Regions from separate parts of the Zea mays genome. Here region 1 is linked to region 2. A link is a contact called in public Hi-C data. All regions are on one chromosome and are shown on one strand. The core of a region is the stretch at or near the end of the contact, and the rest is flanking DNA. Distances in the headings are between cores, read along the strand shown. Region 1 holds the start of LOC100382022 (Putative pentatricopeptide repeat-containing protein). Region 2 holds the start of LOC100501573.

What was found. Hi-C and Micro-C count contacts between places; a contact is called where the count stands out from the background.
Region 1: a contact with region 2 is called in a Hi-C map of leaf, with 7 times the contacts expected there. The contact joins the promoter of LOC100382022 here to the promoter of LOC100501573 in region 2. A contact is called at or near these places in 13 of 25 Hi-C or Micro-C datasets (bundle sheath, ear, endosperm and 4 more).

The regions. Positions count from the first base shown.
Region 1 is chr6:46,092,200-46,098,913 of Zm-B73-REFERENCE-NAM-5.0, reverse strand. It overlaps LOC100382022 (Putative pentatricopeptide repeat-containing protein), which reads left to right and starts at 4,710. Exons shown (of 1, transcript NM_001174787.1): 1 at 4,710-6,487. The coding sequence starts at 4,894. The coding sequence ends at 6,414.
Region 2 is chr6:45,925,883-45,932,916 of Zm-B73-REFERENCE-NAM-5.0, reverse strand. LOC100501573 reads right to left here and starts at 3,630. Exons shown (of 8, transcript NM_001196264.1): 1 at 3,278-3,630; 2 at 3,118-3,177; 3 at 2,846-2,917; 4 at 2,626-2,747; 5 at 2,373-2,513; 6 at 2,199-2,306; 7 at 1,713-1,992; 8 at 944-1,632. The coding sequence starts at 3,460. The coding sequence ends at 1,180.

The DNA.
Region 1 (6,714 bases), core at 3,461-5,960, 160 kb before region 2:
GCCACCTGTGCGCGCCGCTGCCCCTGCGGACCCTGTTGCACCTGACGGGCTGCCTGCTCTCGTTATGGGCGCCTGGTAGCAACACCGGCATGCTGGCGCCGTCTGGAGGATTCGAGGATGCCGCGTGCGACACCCTTGGTGCCTTCACCAGCGTCTCGCTACAGGGGAGGGGGCTCGCCGGCACGCTCCTGTCCCCATCACAGTTCTCCGTGCCCACTTTCCAGTGCTCCTGTTGAATAGCATATCCGGTGGCCACAAAGCTACAACTGCACTGTGACTTCAGCTCCTCCACGGCTCCAGCTCACCCTGCTGCCTTCTCTCTCCTCCCTTCACATCAAGGGCGACTGGCTCGCTTTGCCGACGACCAAACACACAGTTGTAGCAATCTGAAAATAAATATATAGAAATAAATACAATATTTGAGGTGAAGTTTCTTTTTAATCAGCATGAGATATTGTTTGATCCTAAGTAGAGGCGTGATACGAAGTACTTTTTTAGGTGCATCTTAGCAAGAGGCGCTAACAGCATCTCACAAAAAGGAAATTGGAAGTTCAGTGGAGATAGCACGAGAAGTAAGTTCCAGTTACTTAGTTGTATTTATTTTTCATCACAGATGTCAGTAATTGGTAGTAAATGTTTGTCGTTCTCTTTACTGCCTCGAAATCATACTTTGGAGTGGATGGAACGACAAAAATAGTTTTTATTATTCACATCTGCGAAATTATGGAGCTAAGTCAAACGATGATTCTAATTGTTTATGTATATTGATTCTGAAAAAAATGTGGAACTCTGACGGTAGAACTTACAGCAAACAATAGTGTATCAACTCTCCTTATGTTTTTGTATAATTCCTTAGCAAACTTTAGCATTCATCTGATTAACTAGATCCATTTAAATATGGAGATGCCTAAATGTCTTAGCGCTAAGCCACATGTATTCTTCTTTCAGTTCTTTGAAATAGATCAAGGTGATTTTTAAATCGCCTTTTTTATTTAGAACACAAGCAGTTTATTTTAAAAAAAACACTTTACCTTATCCTCTCCTCCCCCGTGCTACTAAACCAGAGATCTTCTTGACCCATTCTTAGGCGTAATCCAACAATACATAACTGAGATTTATTACCAATTTACTTTATATGTTCATGATCGGCACCATTTTTTGACTAGCCCCATGTTATTTACTGCTTCCTCCTCTGACTTTGCTTTCTTACTCCAGTTGATCGTTATATTTCCATTATGATGCTAATGGCTCCTCTATTTTACATGCCAGCTAAAGTGATCACCCTATACTATAAAAGCAACTGCAGTTGTTTGGAAAAAAATGAATGCAAAATAGAGGAATAGAAAAAAAAACTGAGATAAGATAATAGTAAAAAGTATAGGAATAGAGTGATAGCAAAGATGTTTGGAATGGAGGGGGAAAAGTAGAGTAATCTGAGCCAGCATAGGAATAGAGTGATAACAAAGTTTCTTTCCCTTGGGTAGGAGTGAAGTTTTTGTTTTCTCTATTTTGCACTACTATGAGTTGTTTTCCTTTCGAAATGAACTTAAATTTGCTTAAATGTATGAGTATTGTTGGTTCCAAGGTTTCAGAATTTCAAAATAGACCCCACTTCAGTGCGAAATTCAGATATGTGTGTATGATCCGAAAAATCCTCTATGATTACCACATACAGAGAAGGCCATGAGTTGAAAAATATGCACAATAGATATGTTCTGCCCCATATAAACAAACTCAGATATTCCAGTTTGTGTGTGTCACATATCTACATTAAAATCCTTTGCCTGGGTTGTTCGCTTCAGATTAAAGCCGGTTGTTTGGACTAATGCAGCTGCAATCCATAGAGACAATATTGTAGAAGGCAGTAAAAGTCGATATGAATTAAAGCCAAATGAACAGGCTGGTTTCTATGCAAAGATTGAACTTATAATTTTTATGCACGTGTTTACCATGTGAATTGCCCTCGCACGAGGACGCACAATAGACTATTGTTGTTACATTTGCAGACCGAATTATTCTACTACTACAAACAATTTTCTGTACATATAATTCTGCCACTCTTATATGTATGTATCCATATATATTAATGGTCCATTATGTGTAAAGCAACGCTATTTTGACTGTACAAACACATCTATCAAAGACTCGCGGCGGGGCGCGAACAATTTACTAGTACAATAATATAGCTCGTTCGGGCCGAACCACTTGTGAGCCAAATACAGTAGGAGGAGCCGGGAGAGACATAAACTGAACAACAAACACCGAGCAAAGAACACATCCTATTCACAGCTCGACACAAGCCGCCGCCAGGAAACCATACGCGTCCATCAATGCACAACGCCCGCCTAGGACTTGTTTGGTTACGTCTGGATCAAAAAGGATTAAAAGGGATTTAAATTTATTTCTAGTCAAAATTAAATAGAAGGGTATTGAATTCCTCAATTCTCTTTAATCCAGACCCAACCGAATAAACCCTACGCGGCGGCGAAGTTGATGCTCCTTTGTCCTGGTAGCGCGAGCATGACGCTGTGGAAGTCCCTCGAGGGCGAGGTAAACACTGACATCTGTGGGAAGGGCAGAGGACGAGACGGGAGGCGGAGGAGCTGAGGGGAATGCTTTTAAAGAAACGGTGGTGCTAACTTATCCAATAATATACATAGAAATTATCGTATTTTTGTTCTTCTTATTCGAATGGAAGGTTATCTGGTTGTTTAGGGTAAGACGTGGGGAAGAAAAACAGACCTACACGTTCGCATGTGAGACACGATGGTGGAAACTCGTACTTTTAAGGAGTAGATAGATATAGATATTATGTGAGCAAGTCGGGTTACCGCAAACATATAAAATAAGCTAGTCCTTTTTTAAAAAAAACATGTAAAAATTAGTCTGTTCATAAGTTTACGGACAATCCACCTTCCATTTCTTGCGGGATGACTGTTTTGTGAGAAAGATTAGGAAAGAGAAGGTGTGACATAGATAACAATAACAATAAAAAAAGTTTTTTTATAAATAAATGGTTGTGCATTAATACGGTTTCCATATATTATATATAGACTTTGCTTAAACGAGATTTTTATTCAAACATTGTTATAATTTCACATTATGGGTCTGTTTGGTTAGGCTGTGGCTGTGAAAAAACCTGTTATGGTCTGTGAGCTGCGAAAAAAGCTGTTACGGGCTGTCAGCTGTTAAAAAGCTAAAACCGTTTGGTGTAAACCACTAACAGCCGTTAAAAGTTCTTCGATATATGTTTTCACAATTCCATCTAAAAGCCACTAAAAGAAGGTATATGGGTGCTTTCAGTTTTGCACTACGAAAAGCCGGCATTTAGAAAAAGTTGTTTCCTGGATCCATCCCTTTGGTTTGACTTTTGGCTTTTATGGGGCAAAAGCCAGAACCAAAAGCCAAAACAAACACACCATATATATATATCATCTCTCCTTCGTACAACACATCTAGACTTTTGGTGTTGTGGTTGATGATGTCTCCTTTTGATTCAAGTGGTGTAGGTTGAAATCTTGTTGCCCATGCATATGCGTCTTTTTTGTGTTATTTTCCGGCGCATGAGGGTGGGAGCAACTTCCAGCTTTTATGGCGCGAGGCGGGAAGGGGGCACTCGGGGTTAGGCTGACTCCAATCTCCAACAATGCACTAAACACCACCCCCTCTCATGTGCGTGTACGAATATGGTGAAGTGGTGTCCAACGCCGTCCCTCGAAGCCCCCTCATGAGTCGCGAGGGTGACCATGCCTGCGCTTGTTGTGGAAGAGGGAGATCTAATCCCCCTTTCGTTAATCAACGCTTTTAACCGTGAAATTAATTTATTTCAAGTTTAATTAATTGATAATAATGTGTATTACGATACTACAAATATGCTAGTGTTTTCTAAAACTCTAAAAACGGATGTATAAAAGACAAATATTTCATTTAAAGGGTAAGAGGGAGCTGAATAGAGAGAATGGCTAGAGAGGAGGAGAAATAGGGGGAAGGATATTGAGGGAGAGGTATTTAAATATGAATAGAAAGTACGAATGGAGGGATTTAGGAGGAAAAATGGTTGGAGACAGCCTTATTTTCCAGCACGAGGGTGGGAGCGACGCATGTCCAATCATCGCAAATGTATAATTTGGTCCTTACAACTAAATTCTTTTTATACCCATTAGATGATAGTAGTTAGCTAGGTACATAACAAATATTAGATAGACATCTAATTGATATTATTAGATTGTTGGCCTAGCTAGTAGCTAATAGTTAATATTATGTGATAATTGTTATTTAGAGGTCCAACTAATAATTAGTCGGACAGTACCTTCCCCTTAACTAATAGTTAGACTTAGCCTCTATTTATTTGAACAAACATGTTTTTTTTTGTTTAGCTTCCATCAAGTTAAAAAGATTCTAAAAGTTGAGTTTCTATATAAAGAAAAAAAAACTGGTTTCGTTGGTTTTTAGCTTTCTGAGTTCACCAAACTAATTTCAAAATCACTATTGGTTCCTCAGAATTTAAAGCAAGTCTGACAATAGCTTTTTAAGAAAAGCTCTAAGGGCCAGACGTAGGCCGAATATTTAGCCCAAAAAACTTCGGAACAAATCCTGCCACCGGCTGAAAGGCCCAAATCAATAAAGCCACTGCCATCCAGCCCAGTAAGTTCTGACCTTTTGAACAAAAAAAAGACCCATCTCCTCTACGTCCTCTGCTCCAGCCGCCACGAGCAGCCGTGCGTTTTGCGGCTGCGAGCTGCCGATCTCCGCCGTCGATGCCGACTGCCGAGCAGCCGCAGCCCCCTGCGACCGTGAGTCTGCCGTCCATGGAGTCAGTCACCTCGGCAACATGAGAATCGGTGCACCTGCGACCCAGCGTCAGCGGCGCGCGATCAAAGCAAGCAGGCAAGCATGCGCCCGTACATCCCCAAACCCACCTTCGCATTCTGCCACTCCCTACTCGCCTCCCGCCTCCTCCCCTCTGCCGCCTCCCCAACCGCACCGCTCCTCCCCATCCAAGCCCTCCTCGTCACCGCCGGCCTGCTCCCGCGCCACCCGGACCTCGCTCTGCTCGCGCTCAACTCGCTGCTCCACGCGCTCTCCCGCCGCGCCGCGCGCCCGGCCCACCCGCGCCTCGCGCTCCGCCTCCTCCGCCTCATGCTCTCTCCCGCCACGCCCCCGGCGCTCCCCGCTCCGGACCACCTCTCCTTCCCTTTCGCGCTCTCCGCCGCCGCCGCGCTCGACGCCAACCCGTCCTCCTCCGCCGCCGCCGGGACCGCACCTGGGCCGCAGCTCCACGCGCTGCTCGTCAGGAACGCGCTGTTCCCGGCCGACCACTACGTCACTACGGCGCTGCTCCAGCTGTACTCGCCCCGCCCGGACCTCGCGCGGAGGGTGTTCGACGAGCTGCCGCGGCGGGAGGCGATCCACTACGACCTGCTCATCGGCTCGTACGCGCGCGCGGGGGCGCCCGCCGAGGGTCTCTCGGTGTTCCGGACCATGCTCGACGACGACGGGGTGACCCCGGACGCGGTCGTGCTGACGACGGCCGTGGCGGCGTGCGCGCAGGCGGGGGCGCTGGACCTCGGCGCGTGGGTGCATCGTTACGTGGAGCGCGCCGCGCCGGGGCTCCTCGCCGACGCCTTCCTCGGGTCCGCGCTCATCGGCATGTACGCCAAGTGCGGGTGCCTGGAGGAGGCCGTGCGGGTGTTCGACGGCATGCCCGAGCGGAACGCGTACGTATGGGCGACCATGGTAGGCGCGCTCGCGGTGCACGGGATGGCAGCGGAAGCTGTCGCGTGCCTGGAGAGGATGGCGCGGGAGGACGGGGTGCGGCCCGACGGCGTGGCGGTGCTCGGGGCGCTGTCCGCGTGCGCGCACGCCGGGGACGTCGAGGAAGGGCTGCGGCTTCTTGGGGAGATGCGGCCCCGGTACGGCGTCGTGCCCGGGCACGAGCACTACAGCTGCGCGGTCGACATGCTCTGCCGGGTCGGGCGGCTGGAGGACGCGGTGGGGCTCGTCAAGATCATGCCGATGGCCCCGCTCGCGTCCGTGTGGGGATCCGTGCTCGCCGGCTGCCGGAGCCACGGCAACGTCGAGCTGGCGGAGGTGGCGGCGCGCGAGCTCGAGAGGCTAGGTGGCTCCGCCGATGAGGGCGTGTACGTGCAGCTGTCCAACATCTACCTCGACGCCAACCGCAAGGATGACGCGCGTCGGGTGCGGAAGCTGATCGGCGGCCGGGGGATCAAGAAGCTCCCCGCGTATAGCGCGTTAGAGGTGGACGGCGAGGTGAGCTCGTTCGTCGCCGACGACCAAGCGCACCCGCGGCGCTTCGAGATCTGGGAGGTGCTCCGGCTGCTAGCCGACCAGATGGCGCAGAAACCAAACGAAGAAGAATCTGTCGAGCTCATTTGCGTGCTCGCAGGGATGTAAACGGAGAAAGCTGCTGATACTTTGCCTATGTGCCGTTTATATTCAAGAAATCAGGACATTACAATTCATTGTCATTTGGTCCGGGCTTCGGCGGTAGCAACCCGGCGCTGGTCGCGACGCCGCCCCTGCAACATGGTGCCATGGCATTGTATTGTGGTTTGGCATGGGGTTTCCCGACAGATTCTGCAAGCTCCCTTTTTCACACCTACTCAATGGTCACAAACAATCTTCGAAGAGCTCATCACAATGGTGAACATGGAATGAATTATTGGTTCATCCTGCATCCGTTTGCACAGACGA
Region 2 (7,034 bases), core at 2,381-4,880:
GAAACGCGTCCATGACAAAACGCTTGCCCCCCTAGCTAGTCAAACCAGACGACGTACGCCCTGCGTTTTCCTTTTTTTTTTTTGGTCCCTTGCTTGCAGTCGTCGTCTTCGCGAAACTCGGCTGCGTGTGTGAACTGCAACAAGAACGAATTCCACATCCCTTTTCAAACTTCAAATCGAGTTGTTTTACCGTACATATCCTTTGTTTTACCGGACCTGCTGCAGACAGAGTAATCACTGCTCTGAGCGCCTCTCTGGCAGAGTGTGACGACCGCCGCTCCTCGGCAGGTGGCACCACAGCACAGCCGGACGGCCGTGGCCCCTCCAGGCCGGCAGGGAGGTCACGGAGTCCTGCCTGTGAACCGGAGACGGTGAGGCCGCAGCAGCTAGAGCGCCCCCGCGGTGCACGTTGCAGGGCCTTCCTCCGGGCACGGCAGGCGGCAGCGGCGCAGAGCCCCAGAGCAAGAGCGACAGATTCACCACCGGACCAGGGACGAGGAGGACCACTGTGCCCGCTATCTCCCGAGCCCTGCCTATGGGTATGGAGCGCAAGGGTTGGGGACGGACGCCATGGCAGTGGCAGCAGGCGACAGGTCGGCCAGGCCGAACCTGACTTGAATCCATCATCCATTGCGCTGCAGTGCCAGTGCCAGTGCAGTGCATCGTTGCAACAAACATCACACGCCGTGGCAAGAGGTCACATCCCGTGGCCGTGGCAGGCCATCGTTACAGCAAGCCAGCTCCGTCGCCGTCACTGGCAGCCACATACAGTTCACGACTGTGCGATACTGCGATGCCATGAACGGAGCCACAGTTCACCACAGCTCTCTCCAGGCCGACAGCTTTTACACACACACACCACCGATGGTGTTTTACATGTCTGTGACTCAAACTCGGCTCAACCATTGGAACCATACCACAGCTGCGTGGGCACGAAGGAATGGAAATGGAATCTAGTACTATATACTATAGCCGGTCGGTGACAATGGAATACGGCAATGGCCAGGTGAACAAATCCTGGCACGCCCAAGAATAGGATTGACAGACAGGGACATGGGGAGAAGAAGAAGAAAAGGATGCGGTTATTTTCGCAGCAAGCAGTCACGCTTGGCTTGGATTCGATTGGATGTCCGCAAATGGCCCCGCGCTCGGCTCCACATGCGCAGGATCCAATGCCGATCACGGGTCGTGCTCGGGCTTGTCCACGCCGCAGCCGTCGCTGTCGGCCATCGTCCGGCTCGACCCGCGCCCGATCTTGGAGAAGGAACCGGCCACGGCGGACGACAGCCCCTTGAAGCTGCTGCTGCCGCCGTCGCTGAGGTTGTGCGACCGCCGGGACCGCCGCCGGACGAGCTGCGGGGAGGAGGCAGCCGCTGCCGCAGCCGCTGCCGCCGACTTCTCGGTGTCTGCGTCGTCGCTGCTTGCCCGGGCCACCAGCAGCAGCCGCGAGATGCTGCCGCGGCAGAACGGGCAGGCTGGCGACGGCAGCGCTAGCGTCACCGGGTCGGGCTTGCTGTGGCAGCACAGCGCGAGCGTGCACGGCGCGCACATCTGGTGCCCGCAGTCCTGCACCTCCATCGTGCACGCCTGGTCGAAGCAGATGCAGCACAGCTCCGCGTCGCTGGCGCTGGCCTGTGAGTGAACAGTCAAGTGAGCGCAAAATGGGCGATGATGCATCAGGTCCCACATTTGTCAGCGGTCACAAAGCATACATCTGAGGACGCGTCGTCGATGGCGTCGGCGTCGGCGGCGTCGCTCGCGTGGTCCCAGGTGGGAGGATGCGGAGAGTGCTTGGTGCCCCTGAGGATCTTCTCCTCCCTCTCCCTGTTGGCTTCCGTCAGCGCCGCTTCAAGGAGCGCCTTGGCCTCCGGCTCCAGCTCGCTGATGAACTTGAACGGGGACGGCCACACCATGGGCTCCGCCGCCGACGGGTTCAGCAGCGCCGCGCACGCCTCGTGGTTGCGCTTCAGCGCCACGGCGTAAGGGATCCTCCTGCCAACACACGTCCCATTCGCCATGAGATCTAGTGGGGAAGAATACGATCCATCATCCATCGAGTGGTTGATGACGGATTGCTCAACGTGGGACCCATATTGTTCGCGTGTTTTCTCAGACCCACACCCACCACATGTAATCTTTGGCATGTAGAGTAGAGTACACTGAAATAAGATCTGCAGAGACAGAGATGTGGTGCTCACCCTGCTGAATCCCTCCGGAGACGATCCGCTCCCCAGGCGAGCAGCTTCCGGGTGCAATCCAGGCTCCCGCTGCGAGCGGCGAGGTGCAGCGACGTGCTACCAGGAAACCTGCAGCGGCGTACAGTACAGGTGAGCAGCTGCAGCCAAGAGGAGCAGGAGACTTTACTACCGTACCCGTATGAGCCGGTCAAAGCGGAGACGATGGCACCGTTCTCCAGCAGCGCCTGCACGCAGCCGGGGCGGCCCTGCCTGGCGGCGAGGTGGAGCGGCGTGGCGCCGTGGTCGTCTCTCACGTTGACGAACCGAGCGAAACCCCTGCCAGGCTTGCACAGCAGCGAGTGAGTCGTCGCCGGGGGGGCGAGGGGACGGACGGCAGGGCACGCGAGGTAGGTAGGGCCCGAAAGTGAAGTGAAGGTATCACGCTCACCATGAGTTGGCCACCGGCGTGGTCCGCGCCGCCGTGAGGATGGCCTGCAGGCAGCCGACGTGGCCGAAGTAGGACGCGTGGTGCAGGCAGGTCCGCCCGTGCTGGGAGTCGAACATGAGGATCTGGCAGGCACAGATCGGACAGCGAAGCGGTTAGTTGTTTGTAGCTGGTCACTCGTACTCGCTCGGAAGAAGAAGAGGAGGAGGAGATTTCCGCTCACATTGGCGCCGGCCTGCAGGAGCTTCAGCACGCAGTCGGTCTTGCCGTGCATCGCCGCGAGCATCAGCGGCGTCTGGACAGAGAAAAACAAGCATAGCAAGCCGGTAGAGAGATGAGATTTTTTACCTTGTTGATTTGATTGAAGAGGGTAAGAAAAAAAATAGGTGAGATTTTTGAAGCTGGTAGCCCACGAGAGATCCTTGCGAGCGGCAAAGGGCGGAAAGAAAGGAAGAAAGAAAGAAAAAAAAGCGTCGATGGGACGGGATCCAGCACCTGCTTGTGCCGATTCACCACGTCCGGCGGCACCCCGTGATCCAAGACCATTGACAGCACCTGCAGGAAGGAGACGGAGGGAGGTGAGCGAGGTGGTCGGCTGGCTCAGGTCCCGAGGATGAGGAGCGCAGCTGAAGAGAGGCGGCGGCGGCGGAGGGACCTCGAGGCGGCCATTCGCGGCGGCGATGTGGAGCGCGGAGAGGCGGTCGTAGAGCGTGGCGCGGCGGGCAAGGGAGGGGTCAGCGTCGAGGAGCGCTTCCAGGGCCTCGAGGTCCCCGACCTGCGCCGCGCGGAAGTAGTCGTGCTCGTCACCGGTGCGGGCGCAGCTGACGCCGTGCCCCATGGCTGCCGAGCCGCCGGTCGCTCGCTCTCTCTCTGTTTTTTTCTTTTTCTTTATAGGGGGTTAGGGGGTAACAGAGGAGAGCGGCTGCTCCAGCCCGACTCCACCCGCCGGCGGCGAGGTGGGGAGGGGGGAGGTAGGTGCCGGGGCCAGGCGCAGCGCCGAGGGCAGCGTGGGATGGGGAAAGAGTGGCGATGGCTTTTACGCCTTTTTATCGACACGCTCTCTGCTTCTGTCGCTCTCGTTCTTCCCTCTCTCTGATTAAAAAAATTGAAGAAATCGAAATATCTCTGTACAGTATGTTGGCGACGATGAATCGTCCGCGCCGCAGAATGGACGCCGCCTCGTTCACCGAATAATTCTGTCAAACGTTTTTTTATGTTTAATCAAATTTAGAGGTGGTATTCGAAAGGCTTTTAGGCGTTCGTGTCCGGATAAAATGAGCAATTTGGCAACCAATAAATTAGAGAAATTGATTTCCACTCGGGTGGTGCAAGGTCGTGGGCACATGAACCATGACACGCACAAGACGACTGAGTCATGTGTGGAAAGCATGCAGCTTATTGACTACGACTTTTTTGTAGCTTTAATTTGATTATGGCTTTTTTTAGAAAAAAGAATATTATTAATAGGCAACGTATCCGTTGCAAACCTAAAAAGCGTGCAAACCATGGAAACTATGAACGAGTGCCTTTAGATCTTGATCCTGTGGCTGCGGTCACTTCTCGAAGCAAATTTGCGAAAAGACGCCCGCATCTGAAACTTAGTTACGATTCGCGTCCTCCTGCCGACCGTTCCTTCCTTCAAAAGCTTCAGGGCTCCCGCACCCTCCCTCCCGATCGCTTGTCGCGTACGTCATCCGACGTTGCGCCAGGCTGGCCGATCTGCGTCGCGCCTCCATCATTGGCCGACCTGCGTTGCCGCGCTCTGACCTATAGTTACCCACGAGTCCACGACGCCCTTTGTGCTCAGCTGAGGCGTGACGCCCTAGCACGGGCCGACCGGCGCCAACGCGCGCCAGCCTCGGCAGACCCGCGACGTGACGCCCTCCATCTTCGACGCGTCTGACCCGCGCCTCCGAGTCCACCGCACCACCCTATCGGTGGTCCTGGTCTGAGGTTGAAGAAGAGGTTCATGCGTCAGGTTTAATTGTTTTATAAGTGGGTAAAATGGTGGAAGAGGCTAGCCAATTCGTGGTCGCCCAAGCGTCAGCAACTGTCGTGAAGGGGGATGGCGCCGTCGTGGGTGTGTTGGTTGCAAATGGTGTGGATCTCAGTGGCCCATCTGATGGAGCTTTTCTTCATTGCAACGTTGCAGAAACTCCGATAAAATCATCTTCCAATGTTAAGGAAAATTTGAAGCCAACGGTGGGAATGATATTTGATAATCTTGCTGATGTGGAGAAGTTTTACAAGGACTATGCGCATGATGTTGGTTTCTCAGTTCGTGTTGGGCAGCATAAGAAGAAGGATTCAGAGATAGTAGGCAAGTATTATTATTGTGCAAGAGAAGGATACAATGTACCAAAAGATGAAAAAGTTATCGACCCCTCAGAGAAAAAGAGAAAGAAGACTCATAAAGTGAGTGAAAAAAGGTGTGGTTGTGACACACATATTTATGTTAGCCTTGGTAAAGACAAAAGGTTCAAGATTACTAGGATGGTCGACCAGCACAACCATGGTCTTGTATCACCCCCTCATCGGCATTTTCTTAGATCAAACCGTCATGTTTCCGAGAGGGCAAAGAATACTTTATTCAATTGCCATAAAGCTAGCATTGGCACGTCCCTTGCATATAGATTACTTCATGTCAGTGATGGGGGTTTTGAGAATGTTGGTTGCACACTGAGGGACCTTCAAAACTATTACCGTGACCTTAGGTCAAAAATCAAGGATGCGGATGCACAGATGTTTGTGGCTCAACTTGAGCGAAAGAAAGAAGTGAATTCAGCCTTTTTTTATAAGTTTGAGGTGGATGAACAAGGAAGGCTAATGCATGTTTTTTGGGCTGATGCTATAAGCAGAAAAAACTATAGTATTTTTTGTGATGCCGTTTCAGTTGATGCAACATATGCTACAAACCAATATAACATGAAATTTGTGCCATTTACCGGATTCAACCATCACTTGCAGAGTGTTTTCCTAGGAGCTGCATTCATCGCTAATGAGAAGATTGAGTCATTTGTATGGTGCTTTAAGTCTTTTCTTGAAGCCATGGGTGGAGCAGCACCTCATTTGATTGTAACTGATGAATGTGCAAGTATGAAAGTTGCTATCAGCGAGATTATGATAGAAACAATTCATAGGCTCTGTATGTGGCATATCTTGGACAAGGTGCCTGAGAATGTCAGTCCATCTTTAAGGGAGGATCAAACTTTTTTGCCTAGACTGCATTCAGTTGTGTGGGAGTCCGAAACTATGCAGGAATTCGAGTCGCAGTGGTTGGCTATTATTACTGAATTTGAATTATTGGGTAACCAATGGTTCACCACCAGATTTCTCATCCGCGAATCGTGGATTCTGGCATTCTTTATGGATGTACGTCTTGTAGGGATCCTTAGGACTACATCACGATCAGAGAGTGCAAACTCATTTTTCAATCGCTTCATTCATCGAAAATTGACCTTTGTCGAATTTTGGTTGAGGTTTGACACAGCTTTGGAGTGCTAGCGTCAAGAGGAGTTGAAATGTGACCACAAAAGCTTACATACTTCTCCTAAGCTGATGACACCATGGGTCATGGAGAAGCAATGTAGTATCATATATACACATGAGATTTTTAATAAATTTCAACAACAAATAGTCCTTTCCAGAGATGATTGTTTTATTCAAGAAATAGTTGAACATGGCAACATCAAGCTAGTGACAATTGGCAGCCAATCTGGAAAGGAGATATTGGTTCATTTCAACAAGTCCAATATGACTGGTAGGTGCTCATGCAAATTGTTTGAGTCCCACGACATCCCATGCCGGCATATTATACAAGTTCCTAGAGCCGAGAAACAACTTCAATTACCAGTGTATTATATTCTGAAAAGATAGAAGAAATGTTGTAAAAGGTTTGTCTTGTATATTCTGAAAAGATGGGAGAAACATTGTAAAAGGTTTGTCTTGTGTTGGTCTCTAATCTATCCTTTTTCTTTTGGCAAGGATGTACACTTTGATGATGAAGGTAACCTACTAGAAGATACACCTAATGATCCACAAGAGGTAGCAATGAGAAAGAAAATTTCAGATGCACGCAACAAGTTTGAAGATCTTATCCAGAAGTCCAAGCACTCAAACGAAGGAATAGATTTCATAAATTCTGGTTTATCGAATTTGGAAGCACCTCTGCTAACCATGATTCCTTCCGGTGCCACTTCAAAGCAGGATGAATTCGAGTCTTTTGTTGGTACAAAGATTCCTAATGAAGTTAGCATACATCCACCTAATGATCTAAAGGCAAAAGGGAGATGCAAAAGAATCAAGAAAAGCAAGGAGATGAAGGCTGGTAGGACTACTCGCATCTGCAGCAGTTGCAAGCAAACATGACATCATGATGCACGCAATTGTCCAAATAAATCACGATAGTCATG